2 separate regions of the Oryza sativa genome follow, and region 2 is linked to region 1. A link is a contact called in public HiCAR-type data. All regions are on one chromosome and are shown on one strand. The core of a region is the stretch at or near the end of the contact, and the rest is flanking DNA. Distances in the headings are between cores, read along the strand shown. Region 1 holds the start of LOC4340917. Region 2 holds the start of LOC4340926.

Region 1 (5,568 bases), core at 2,281-4,780:
GCCCAGAGAGAAATGTCGTACTAATCGTGGTTGTGAAGTACTCCCTCCGTTTATGATTATAAGATGTTTTGCTTCAAGTTTGATCATGTTTATAGAAAAAATAATAATATTATTGATCTAAGATAAATTTATTATAAAAATATATTTAATTATTAATTTAATAAAAACTAATTTGGTAATGTAAATATTACTATATTTGTGTATAAACTTAGTGAAGTTTGACTTTGACCAAAGTCAAAACATCTTGTAACATAAAACAAAGGGAGTACTACTTGCTCAAAGCCCTTTTTTTTTGTTGTAGAGAATGTTCTAATGACTCAAAATTTCCTTCTAAAAGAACACATGGTCAACAGGCTTACAGTATGGATAATTTATGAAAATAACAAAGTTACAACTAAAAACGTAGCTAGGCACATCTGGATAAATATGAGTGCAAGGAATTTAAACCATAGCAGAGAAAGGGGGAGGCTAATGGGCGATCGATCGCCAGGGCGATTGCCCAGCGATCGGTTGGCCCCGCCTCCCCCTATACTCCTCCCTCTTCTCCCCTTCCTCCTCCCCTTCTTCTCTTTCTACTACAGGGTACACCACACAATTTTTTTTAAAAAAATAAAAGTTAGAAAAATTTATGTATAGAAATACTATATATAAAAAAATTTTGAATCGGGTATGTAAACTTTTGACTTGTAAACTTTGGGTCTATAAACTTTAGGTGTATAAACTTTAGATGTATAGAAATACTTTATATAGAAAATATTTGAATTCAAATTCAAATTTGAATCGGATATAATTCAAATTCAAATTTGAATCGGGTATGTAAACTTTTGACTTATAAACTTTGGATCTATAAACTTTAGGTGTATAAACTTTAAATGTATAGAAATACTATATATAGAAAATATTTGAATTCAAATTCAAATTTGAATCAGCTATAATTCAAATTCAAATTTGAAACGGGTATATAAACTTTTGACTTATAAACTATAGATCTATAAACTTTAGGTATATAAACTTTAGGTCTATAAACTTTAGATGTATAGAAATGCTATATATAAAAAAATATTTGAATTCAAATTCAAATTTGAATTGGATATATAAACTTTTGACTTATAAACTTTTGGTCTCTAAACTTTAGATGTGTAAACTTGAGGTGTATAAACTTTAGGTGTATAAATTTACTAAAATAGAAAAGTAATGCGGTGCCAAAACGGAAACTAGGTGGAGGGAGGGAGGGGGGAGGGGATCGATCGCTGATCCATCCTGTTTGGCGATCGATCGCCAAACAGGATTTCCGGCAGAGAAAGCCATACAACCGAAGCTATGCCAAGGTATACTTGACTTCCCCTTTAAGAACAGCATGTTATACTGGCTTTTCACCTACTAATTAATATCCACAACATTGTTTCTTGCAGTTCAATAGTTATACACTGTAGGAACTAGGACAATAATAGTTTGGTCCATCTTTTATTACTTAAATTTTAGTTTGTGCCACTTTTAACCAATATTTTTCTTTGGACTAGATATTATCTTTGTGTCACTTTGAACCACTAGAACTCTCTTTCTGTGCATACCCAGATCATCCTATGGCTGTGTTTAGTTCCACATTAAAATTGGAAGTTTGATTAAAATTGAAAGTTTGAAAAAAAAAGTTGGAAGTTTACGTGTGTAGGGAAGTTTTGATGTGATAGAAAAGTTATAAGTTTGAAGAAAAAGTTAGAAACTAAACAAGCACTATGTAAAATTGCAGCGAGCTCCCAATCGATTTCAGGCGACCGGGATCCAATCCTAACCATGCTACGGGGATATACGGTTCTTGCCGAGTGAAACTTCTCCCGAGACAGCATGCAGTGCGAAAGAGATGCGAACGCGAAAGTACGAAGCTACCCTCCCACCCACGGTACCTCCTCAGTCAGGGCATGCGGTGCCAGGCGGTACTAAACGTTCCTAGCCCTCCGATGAAGCCAGATCAACGGCCACCATATGGTACCGCACGGATTCAAGTGTCCTAGCAGTCAACCGGAAAAAGAAATAGCAACGTACTTGATTTATACAAAGACTCTCCAATACATGTCCCGTCCCCGACTTTATTATTATGTAAAAGTTGCTCAAAACCACTTTTTTTCTCTCTTACAGAGTATGCTCAAAACTCAAAAGAACTTTTGACATTTCTTTACACAAAAGTATCTAAAGCTATAGCTTAATTTTCACCTATTAATCTGTCTGCAACATTTCCTGTTGCAATTCAATACTACCATATACAAAATCCCCAACTTTCTATGGCAACATTTCCTGAAGAATTTACATGTACACAACCAGCACCATTACAAGCTCTGAACTTCTTGTTACATTAATTACCTGTAGTAACATACACAAACAGACAGGCCATGCTCAAAACTCAAAAAAAGAACTTTTCACGTTTCTTAACACAAAAGTATCTAAAGCTAGATTTTCACCTATTAATCTGTCTGCAACGTTTCCTGTTGCAATTCAACATCATACATACAAAATCCCCAACTCCCTATGTTAAAGATTTGTCCTGAAGAATTTACATGTACACAACCAGCACCCATTACAAGCTCTGAACTTCTTATTACATTAATTAATTACCTGTACTAACATACACGTACAGACAGGCCATGTTCGGATGTTCGTCGTTTCTACCGATGAATTTTCAGGCATATCCTCGAAGCAGATAAACAGAGCAGCGTACGTGGAGATTCGAAAGCTATGGCGAAATTAACCTGTGTAGATCGACCGACCGATGATTGCAAAGCTAGCTGGTGGGTATGGGCATGTCCGCCATGGCGCGGCCGATCGATCGATCAGCGGGAGGAGGCGAGCATGGCGGCGGTGCAGGAGGCGGAGGAGGACTTGAACGGCAGCGCGGCGCGGTGGCCGGCGTAGTGGCAGCCGATGAGGTAGAGCGCCAGCCTCTTCTTGACCCGCCGGAGCAGGAGCAGCTTCTCCTCCCCCCACTCCACCACCGCCACCGCCACCTGCCGCCGCCACCTCCTCCCGCCGCGCTCGTCTCCTCCTCCTCCGCCGTACTCATCGTCATCCTCCTCCCCGTCGCCGCCGGCGACGACGCCCTGCACCTGCTGCTGCTGCTGCTGCTTCTCCTTCTCCCCCGGCGCCGGCGACGCCCAGTCCCACTGGAGAGGGTAGCTCCGCAGGAACACCCTCCTGGTGCTGTAGTCCTCGTACCGGAAGCTCCTCGTCGGCTTCACCGCCGCCTCCTCCTCATCACTGGTGATCTTCCGGTGATCCGCCATTGTTGCAGCTGCTGCCTACTGGCTGAGTGCCCAAGGCGAGATGTGTGTGTACTCATGTATATATGGGCATCGATCGAAGCTAAGCTAAGCTTAGCTGCAGGTGGCCACGTCACCGCTTTTTTCATCTTTTGCCTGCCTTTCTTTGTCCTTGTTTGATTAACAATTCGGCTTTGTTTAATTTGATGGGCATGGCACGGAGATGTTTTGGATTACTTTGCAGGGGAAGCATTTGCTTTACCGGTAATCTGATGGCAACAAGGACATTAACTACTAGAGAGCAGAGGTCTTTTAATTACACACACAAGAATCTCAACTTGATGCCTAGCTTTACCCCTAAAATGAACCGTCCAGTGACTCCGGTCACATATATTTTATCTTTATCTCTTTTTTTTACATATGCACAAATATCCTTTGAAACTTCACATGCTACCATTTTTTAGTTATATTTAGGTTGCATATATACGGAAAAATAATTTACATAAATTTTATCTCAAATGAAACTCTATATATACCCACCATCTTCATCAGGCTTCCTCAACAGATAATCACTGAAATATCATTTCCCGACAGCATCTCTTAAGTCTTAAGTTAGTGTCGAAGTTGTCTTTGATCAGTAATATGAGTTGTGTGTATATGGATGAATTGTACGTCTTTCCATGAATGTAAACCAACGTTGCATTTGTCCACCATCACAATAAACGCATATTGTACAGGTTGATTTCCTATGTCAAAATATTGTCAACAATTATTGATCTAGAAAGAAAATATTGTCTACAAATTCATGATAGACGACTTATATACACCGGCACGAGAAGCGAATCTCCTTTACGACCATGCATTCCATCGGTTTCTTTTCTTCAGCTTTCTATCTAACATGCTAGCTAGACGTTAAGAGTATTGTGGCACTGCACGATCGATATCATTATCCAATATTGTCTTGTTTGTATCTTCCATTATCTCTTTCAATTCATCTTCAAGTTTAATATATATATCAGCCAAATAATTCTGTCGGTTGCATGTTGTTCACAAATGTTGGATGTTTGAAAAATTATTTTCTTGCGAGGAAAAAATTGTGTATGTTTCATAAGTTTTCTAAGATGAGTTCCATACTATGTACCCCCTTCATCTTTATCAAGTTGCGTGAAATATAGGATAAACCTGCTATTTGTCAATTCTGCATAAATATTTCAAAAAAAAACTTTTTCATTAATAGCACTAACAAAAGTTAGTGCCAAGGTTGTCTTTCGAATAAGTCATGCATATACAATGATTTGTCAACACCTTTCTGCACAATGTATATATCATCTGTCCACCATGCACAATCTTTGAATACCTAAAGACTTCATTCTAGCCCCCGATTGCTCGCTTCTCCGCTTTTCGGGCTGTCGTGGATGCTGTCGGGGCGCGGCACGTCATCCGGCGCTGGGAGCGCTGGGGCTGGCCATCTCTCCTTGCCTGCTGTGCTGTCCGTTCGATCGAGCTTGTGCGGTGTTGACGGCCTGCGGTAGCTGCCGTGCTGGGCGATCGGCGTTTGCGTTCGCTCTGCTGCGTTGCTTCTGTGCGGCTCGTCAGCTCAGCGCGCTCGTGTGCTTGGTCCATGTGTTTTGGCTCTCTGCCGTGTGGGCCGTGCGGCTGGTTCCCGTTTCTTACCTACTGTGAGCTGTGTCCATGGTTTGTTGCTGCTGCGGTGGCACCAGTGCTGCCGTTTTTTGTTCTTTGTCTGGTGGGATCGTTCCTCCATGTGTTCCTCTCTGATGCGTGGGTCCTTTGCCTTTTGTTGCTCCTGCTTTCCTGTGCGCTGTGTCTACCGGTGTTTGTGTTGCGCGTCCGTGCTCTGGGTGGTTGGAGGAGCAGGCGTGGGTGTGGTTGGCAGCTGCTCAGTTTGTCCGGTGCGTTTTGATTGGGTCGTCTGCCCTCGGTTGACTCGGCTGTTGCGCCTTCGTTTTGCACCGAGGCTGTGCTAGCCTGTGTGCACTTTCGGTGGGCCTATTGCCTATGGGCCCCACAGCCTTTGCTTCCTTGTTGGTGGGTGCATTGTTGTTCACATTCCGGATCCCTGCATCCCTTCTACACTCTTTTTCCCCTTCCTTCCAGCGATAGTGCTTCTTCCTGCTCTTCGTTTCTAGGGCTTACACCGTCGTTTTCGCTCCCTTTTGGCTGCCTGTGCTGCCGCGTTCAATTCGCCGCTGCTTGGTCTCGTTTGGTTCCATCCGCTATGGCAGGGTAAGGCGCTGGCTTGCAGCGGGTTCCTCTCCGCGGTCGCTCCGCTTTTCTGCGGCTGTGTCGGCTTTCTGTT
Region 2 (6,122 bases), core at 778-3,277, 170 kb before region 1:
TAGTGGCGGCAGCGCTCACTGGAAAAGACGAGTGGGGAGAAGACTGGTGGCCGGCGGAGAGGAAATGTACATTAGTGTCGGCGACGTCACCGAGCACGACTAGTTAGCGGAGGAAGCTGGGAGGCCCCGTGGTCCGACGCCATCCTCGTCCTCCCTTGCCGCGGCTATAAAAGCCGACGCGCTGCACCATCATCACCCATCCTCTCTGCAGGAAGTCATCACCGAGAACCAGCTCGCGTGATCTCGTTGGCACAGGAGTGTGTTACGCGGGTGAATCGGGAGCTCGACGCCACCGGCAAGCTCGCGAGGAAGAGGGGGTAGGAGCGACCGGGAGCCACCGCCGCGCTCCTCTCCCGCTGCGCGTGCCAACCCTTCTCCCCTTCGTCAGTTGCCAAGAAGATCGATGGGGATGCCCAAATCATCTCCCGTCGACCACCGCCTGTGTGATGCAAGTGCACAATTGCTAATCCATACCAATACCATCCAAACTAGGCACAAACACTTGCTTCGTTAAAAAAAAAACAAGGGCACAATACTAAACAAATAGAGAGGGGAGAATCACAAACTGTAACTAAAAATAGGGGCAAAGAACATAATTCCCCTATTCTAAATTTAATATGAATTAGTCCCATCGTTTTGAAATAACAAATAGGGCACTATTCACTTCCACGGTTTGATTACTTGTCTTTTTGGAAACTATTTACAAACCTATAAAGATGTGTATTGTGTCTTAAATATATATAAACATAACATTCTTAACTTTAGTATTTAAGAAAAAAAAGTCCAGTTTATAATACCCTAAACTAGTGGAAAGAATGATATGTTTATCTTACTTTGTGTGCATTCTTTTGTCCCCATCAATATCGCGGAAACAAATTATCTGCCATATTGTTCTTTAAGTGGCTGATATATGTAATGGTCACATGTCAATGATACACGTTAGAGAGCAGTATTGCAGAGGAGACTCATCGTGTTATCACATGATAGGATATATTAAAAAAGAGACTGGCTATACATTTGCCAAAAAAATTCCTCCAAAAAAATTATCAAATGTAAATGTAGTGTAATCATAGTGTGATTACATTAGCTATATATAATATAATTTATAATTTATACGTAACTTTTAAAAATTTCGCGGTAACATTCTCCTTTCGTGAAACAGAGCTATGGAGGTTGCATGATCAAATCTCATCATCCATACATGCACTATGATTTTTATCTACCCAACTTGCATAAATCTTAAAGTAAATCTAACAATTTAGAATGATGTGAAAGTTAAATACAAGTTACATTACAGAATAATGTGAAAGTTAAATATAAGATATTATAGTTATGTGCAAGTTACTCTCTCCCTTTTCAATATATATGATATCATTAACTTTTTGAGGCTTTTTAGACACGTTTGATCATTTATGTTATTAAAAAGGGTAATTATCATTTATTTTATTGTAAGTTATCATCAAATGTTTTCTTCAATCGTGACTTAATTCTTTTATATTTGTTAAAAAAATTGAATAAGGGGAATGATACGTTAAAAATTTAACAACGTCACGTATTAAAAAATAGAGTTAGTACAATATAATTATATTATAATTATACTATATTTAAATCCTGAAAAATGAAAAACTCACGGAGCTAAGGTGCTACTGATACACTTGTAACCACTAGGCTACATGCTCTTTTGACAGCGAGGCGTCTGTGGTGACTTCGTCAATCCCCAGGATTTACCGGCCCAGTCTTCGAAAATACTCATAGGGTAGGTTTTGCGTGCGTGCGTTCATAGGGGTGAGTGTGCGTGCGTTCATAGGGGTGAATGTGCGTGCGTTGTACTATATAATTCTAGAAAAAAACAATTATACTGTATTTATAGTGGAAAAAATTTTGTATAGCAAAATCGTTAAAAAAACAAATCAACAAATCAGTTTTTTTAGAAAAGAAAAAACATTAGATTTGATCCGGTGCCCGTATGCGTGGGCGAAAAGCCCCAAACCACTACTACTAGTGAAGGCAGCACTTCTGTCGTCTTGTTATCTTGGGAACCTCCATCGCCGCGAGACGGAATGGCGGCGTCGCCCATGGTGATCCGATCTAGGGTTTTAGCCCGCGCCGTCTCCGCCTCCCTCCGCCGCACCCTCGCCGCTCCTCCCTCTCCCCTCCTCGCCGCCTCCTCGCGCCGCGCCTCCTCCCTCCACAGGTTAACCCTCCTCCTCCTCCTCCCCCGCTCCCTGCTTCGGTCCCTCCCTTCTCCGCTCACATTGCTCCGGTTGTGGGGTGGACAGGTTACCCTCGGTGTGCGGGGGCTTGTTGTCCGTGATGCCGCTCCACAGCGCCGTCGCGTCGGCCAGGCTCCGGTCGGCCATCTCGCCCGAGTCCCAGAGCTGGGGCATCGTCCCTCAAGGTGCGGTTCTTTCCCCCCATTTTTTTTTGTTGTTTTGTTTTGGTCTTGCTGGAATCCAGTTGTGCAAGCTCCATGAGTTATACTTTGGGATGTGCAAAGCTCAATGCAATGGCTAGACTATGAGAAAACGCTGCTTGGCGACAAGCCTCCTTTAATTTGGCTTGTGATTGGATCCCCTGTGACAATAGATCATTAGCTCCTGTTGCTATTATTGAAGTGTAAATGACGATGGTAATTTCCTTAGACCTAGGAACGTTAATTTGCATCTTGCATAGTTATCGCTCTTGAGATTGTATCATGATTGTAAAGGCGGTAAGGCGACTCACCCACGCCTTACTCAGGAGGTGAATATTTGATTAATAGGACACCTGCATTTAGTTTCTTTTATTGAAGGGATAGTTATATTTTTGGATTCAACAGCTCTTTATTAGATTGTTTTTATGTTTTTTTAATAGCCTTGCTAATGACATGTGACAGATTTGTTCTATGACAGATAGATAAGAGCATCTTCTATTCGTTTTAACCTAATGTTTTGCTGCAAATATGCATGTAGTCAGTGTTCTCTTTAAACTATGGACTCATCAGATTAGTTTTGTTTGATCTGGGATTTTTTATCTGATCTTTCTAGCTTTCGAATCTAAATGGAATAGTCGAGTATGAGAACATTTGTATAGACAGGAGAAATTTTTTATGTTGACTTATACTCTCTCCATACTCATAAAGGAAGTCGTTTAGGACAGCGACACGGTCTCCAAAACATTACTCTGACTTCTTGTTTCTATAAAAATATTTATTGAAAAGTGATATATGTATATTTTTATGAAAGTATTTTTCAAGACAAATCTATTCATATAATTTTTACATTTTTAAACTCAACAACTTGAGAGTTATTCATGATTTATATTTCCAAGGTTTGACTTAAATGTTGTCCTAAACGACTTACTTTGTGAGTACGGAGGGAGTAAGTTACAACCAAATGTTTGGTGTTTATATGTGTATAAATTATTCCTTTACACTTTTCTTACCCATGTACAATTTGTTTGCTTACATTTCACATTACAACAAATTTGACCTATTAGCTTAGATCCATATGTTTTTACTAGTTGACCCTTAGTTGTCCAAAATGAAATATTATGGTTACTGCAACCAATATCTGGTATATCTCAATAAAATCTAAATCACATGTGAAATAATTAAATCAATGTGTCATTTTTCAAACTATATGCACATGCTTGCAAACACCCTTTGCACCTTAATACCCAAGACAATGTTAAATTGAGGAACCAAAAGTAGGCCATTCACTTAGACGTGTGAAATTTGGGATGTGAAAATATTATATTTCTTTAATCACATGCATTTTATTTTAGAGATAGATGTAGGAATGACTTATGTTATCATATGTTTTACGTTCTAAGTGCCACTGGAAGGTAACAGTGTATGATGAATTCTTTTTTAACATATATCTATGACCATTTTTCTGTTTGTCATATTTTTCCTTACAGACTGTAAGTTTTCACACAATTTTTCTTCAAATCCATTCATTACCTTTCCTATCTACTACTACTCTGATTCCAAATGTAAGTTGCTTTAGACTATGCAGACAAATTAAGGAAAAAGCTATACTTAGTTGCCCTTTATTTGTATTGCATTGGAAAAGATAAACCATCTATTGGTGAGAGTGCTAGCATTCATTTAGCAATGGTAAACGAGGAAAAACAGTTGCAGAAGTGCCTAGAAGTTCCAAATGACTTAACATTTAGGAAAGAGTTGAGAGGACAATGACTTTGGAATAGGAGGGATTACCTCCTATCTGGTGTTAATTCATTAATTCACATCTGTTATATCTGTTGATTTCAAACTACTGTGGCATCTTTCTTTTATGTTTGTGTCAAACAAAATCATAGGGATGTTTTCGGTTTTTACTATATGCCAAAATTCGTTAGGAACCTAGAGCCCTATCAGGATAGAACTCCATCTCTCTTTAGTTTTTTTGTTTCATGAATTGTGTGAATGTCACTATTGTTGGAGCATTGTTCGTGAACATGGATCTTTTGTATTGAACACCATGTGAAGCTACAGCAGTATTTTCTGACATAAGCTCCTTATCGTGTTTTGCAGGGAATTCTATGCCTTTATGACAACATACTTTTCCTGCCCTAGCCATTGTAACTTGGTTCAGAAGCTTTTTGAAACTATTGATGCCTTTTAGCACAAACCATAGAAGAGCTTACAAGAAGCCATAAACTGTTTAACCATTAAAAGGCATGGCTTTTTTGGGTGCTGCTACATTCAGTTTCACATGTCCATGCTATTGGTTATGTTGCCGATGCTCATTTTAGACATGTGCATTTGATTTACATGATTCTGGAGGATCCTTGAGCATCCTTGAGCAAATGTGAGCATTTGATAAGAATTTTCTTTCATTTTGATTGCACCAATTAGCTCACTGCTGGAAGTGATATCAAGAATTTTGGTGCTTATGATCTCTACATCGCTGTAAGCTGCTAACTTTTAGCGTTAGGAGGCTTGGTAACAAGTGAGAATGCACTTCAGTATGCTCTTCTTGACGTGAAGCTCCAGTGTGTCTGCATACAAAAGCATTGAGATGGCGATGTTGCCAAATCGATTTGGTTCAGGTATTTTGTGCTTGTAACAGTAGTTACCAGCAAGAAACCAGACTTCTCGTTAGGATAGGTCATCATTAGATTTGTTTTTTTTAATTAAATGTCTGAAAGTTGGCAATCAGGCTCTGTACACGTCTCAGTGGTAGGCTGGTATGGCTGCTAACACGTCTACCTCGAACGCGTCCCAGCTGGCGCAGCGATCCTCTCTTCACCTTAAACAACCGTTCTCTTCAGCTTATCTCGTTCTTTCTGTCCACTCATCCGTGTGCGCGACCGGGAGTTGAAGCTGAGCGATGTCTAGCTTCCTCTGCTAAGCCTCTCTTTCACCCTTCGACGAGCCCCCTCTGGCTTTCGCGACGGAGGCCAGAGAAACTCCCTCGCCGCCACTGCCCGATCATGCCGGCGTAGGAAGGTATCAATGTGCCAGTAAAGCCCCGCCTGGTCGGCCTCCTCCTGCTGCCTTTCATCTAGCTTTGCCCCCACTTGCTGCTAACCCCATGGCCCCAATGGTGTTGCCGACAATGTCTTGCCACCCTTGTTAACCGCACACCGCCAGTCCGCCTCCTCCCAGGACATCCCTCTAAACCTGATTCCTCACTTTTCCCTCTCTAACCCTAACTTGGCGATTGTCATTACACTATCGGAACGTGTTCATAACATGTCCATCTCACGTATGTTCGCGCATTAGGCTTTGTCTTTGAGAGGACAAGTTTCATCTTTTGGGAATTGAAGTCGAAGCTACAAATTGGAATGATGGTTTTATCCTATTAACATAGGCATTCTGGTAGTTCGACCGTGGATTTTCCTTTTTAGGGTTTTATCCTATTAACATAGGCATTCCTATTTAGATGAGGTCCACGTTTGCCAATTGGCATGAAGCATAACAAATGCATTAAAAAAAAAGAAAAGCCCTGATCCTGATCGCCTGGGTTTCCCTTCCCGGTTTTGAAGGTCATTCAGCTCAAGGCGTGCATCTTGTTTGACAGACAAGCCCAACGCTCCTGCGTCTAGCCTACCTCCCGGAACCTGCAACAAAAGGTGAAGGGCCTAACATGTACGCCCTGTTCTGCCTCAAAAATCTTCTAAATCTGTGAACAAGA

What was found. HiCAR-type assays count read pairs that join an accessible place to other places.
Region 2: a HiCAR-type map of leaf shows a contact between it and region 1, with 1.9 times the contacts expected there. The contact joins the promoter of LOC4340926 here to the promoter of LOC4340917 in region 1. A contact is called at or near these places in 1 of 15 Hi-C or Micro-C datasets (seedling) and 1 of 4 datasets of contacts at active chromatin or transcription factors (leaf).

What each region holds. Positions count from the first base shown.
Region 1 is chr6:13,185,313-13,190,880 of ASM3414082v1, reverse strand. LOC4340917 reads right to left here and starts at 3,530. Exons shown (of 1, transcript XM_015785383.3): 1 at 2,327-3,530. The coding sequence starts at 3,272. The coding sequence ends at 2,823. LOC9266816 reads left to right here and starts at 5,384. Exons shown (of 14, transcript XM_066311640.1): 1 at 5,384-5,495.
Region 2 is chr6:13,355,703-13,361,824 of ASM3414082v1, reverse strand. LOC4340926 reads left to right here and starts at 2,027. Exons shown (of 3, transcript XM_026026157.2): 1 at 2,027-2,194; 2 at 2,280-2,398; 3 at 4,517-4,876. The coding sequence starts at 2,061. The coding sequence ends at 4,536.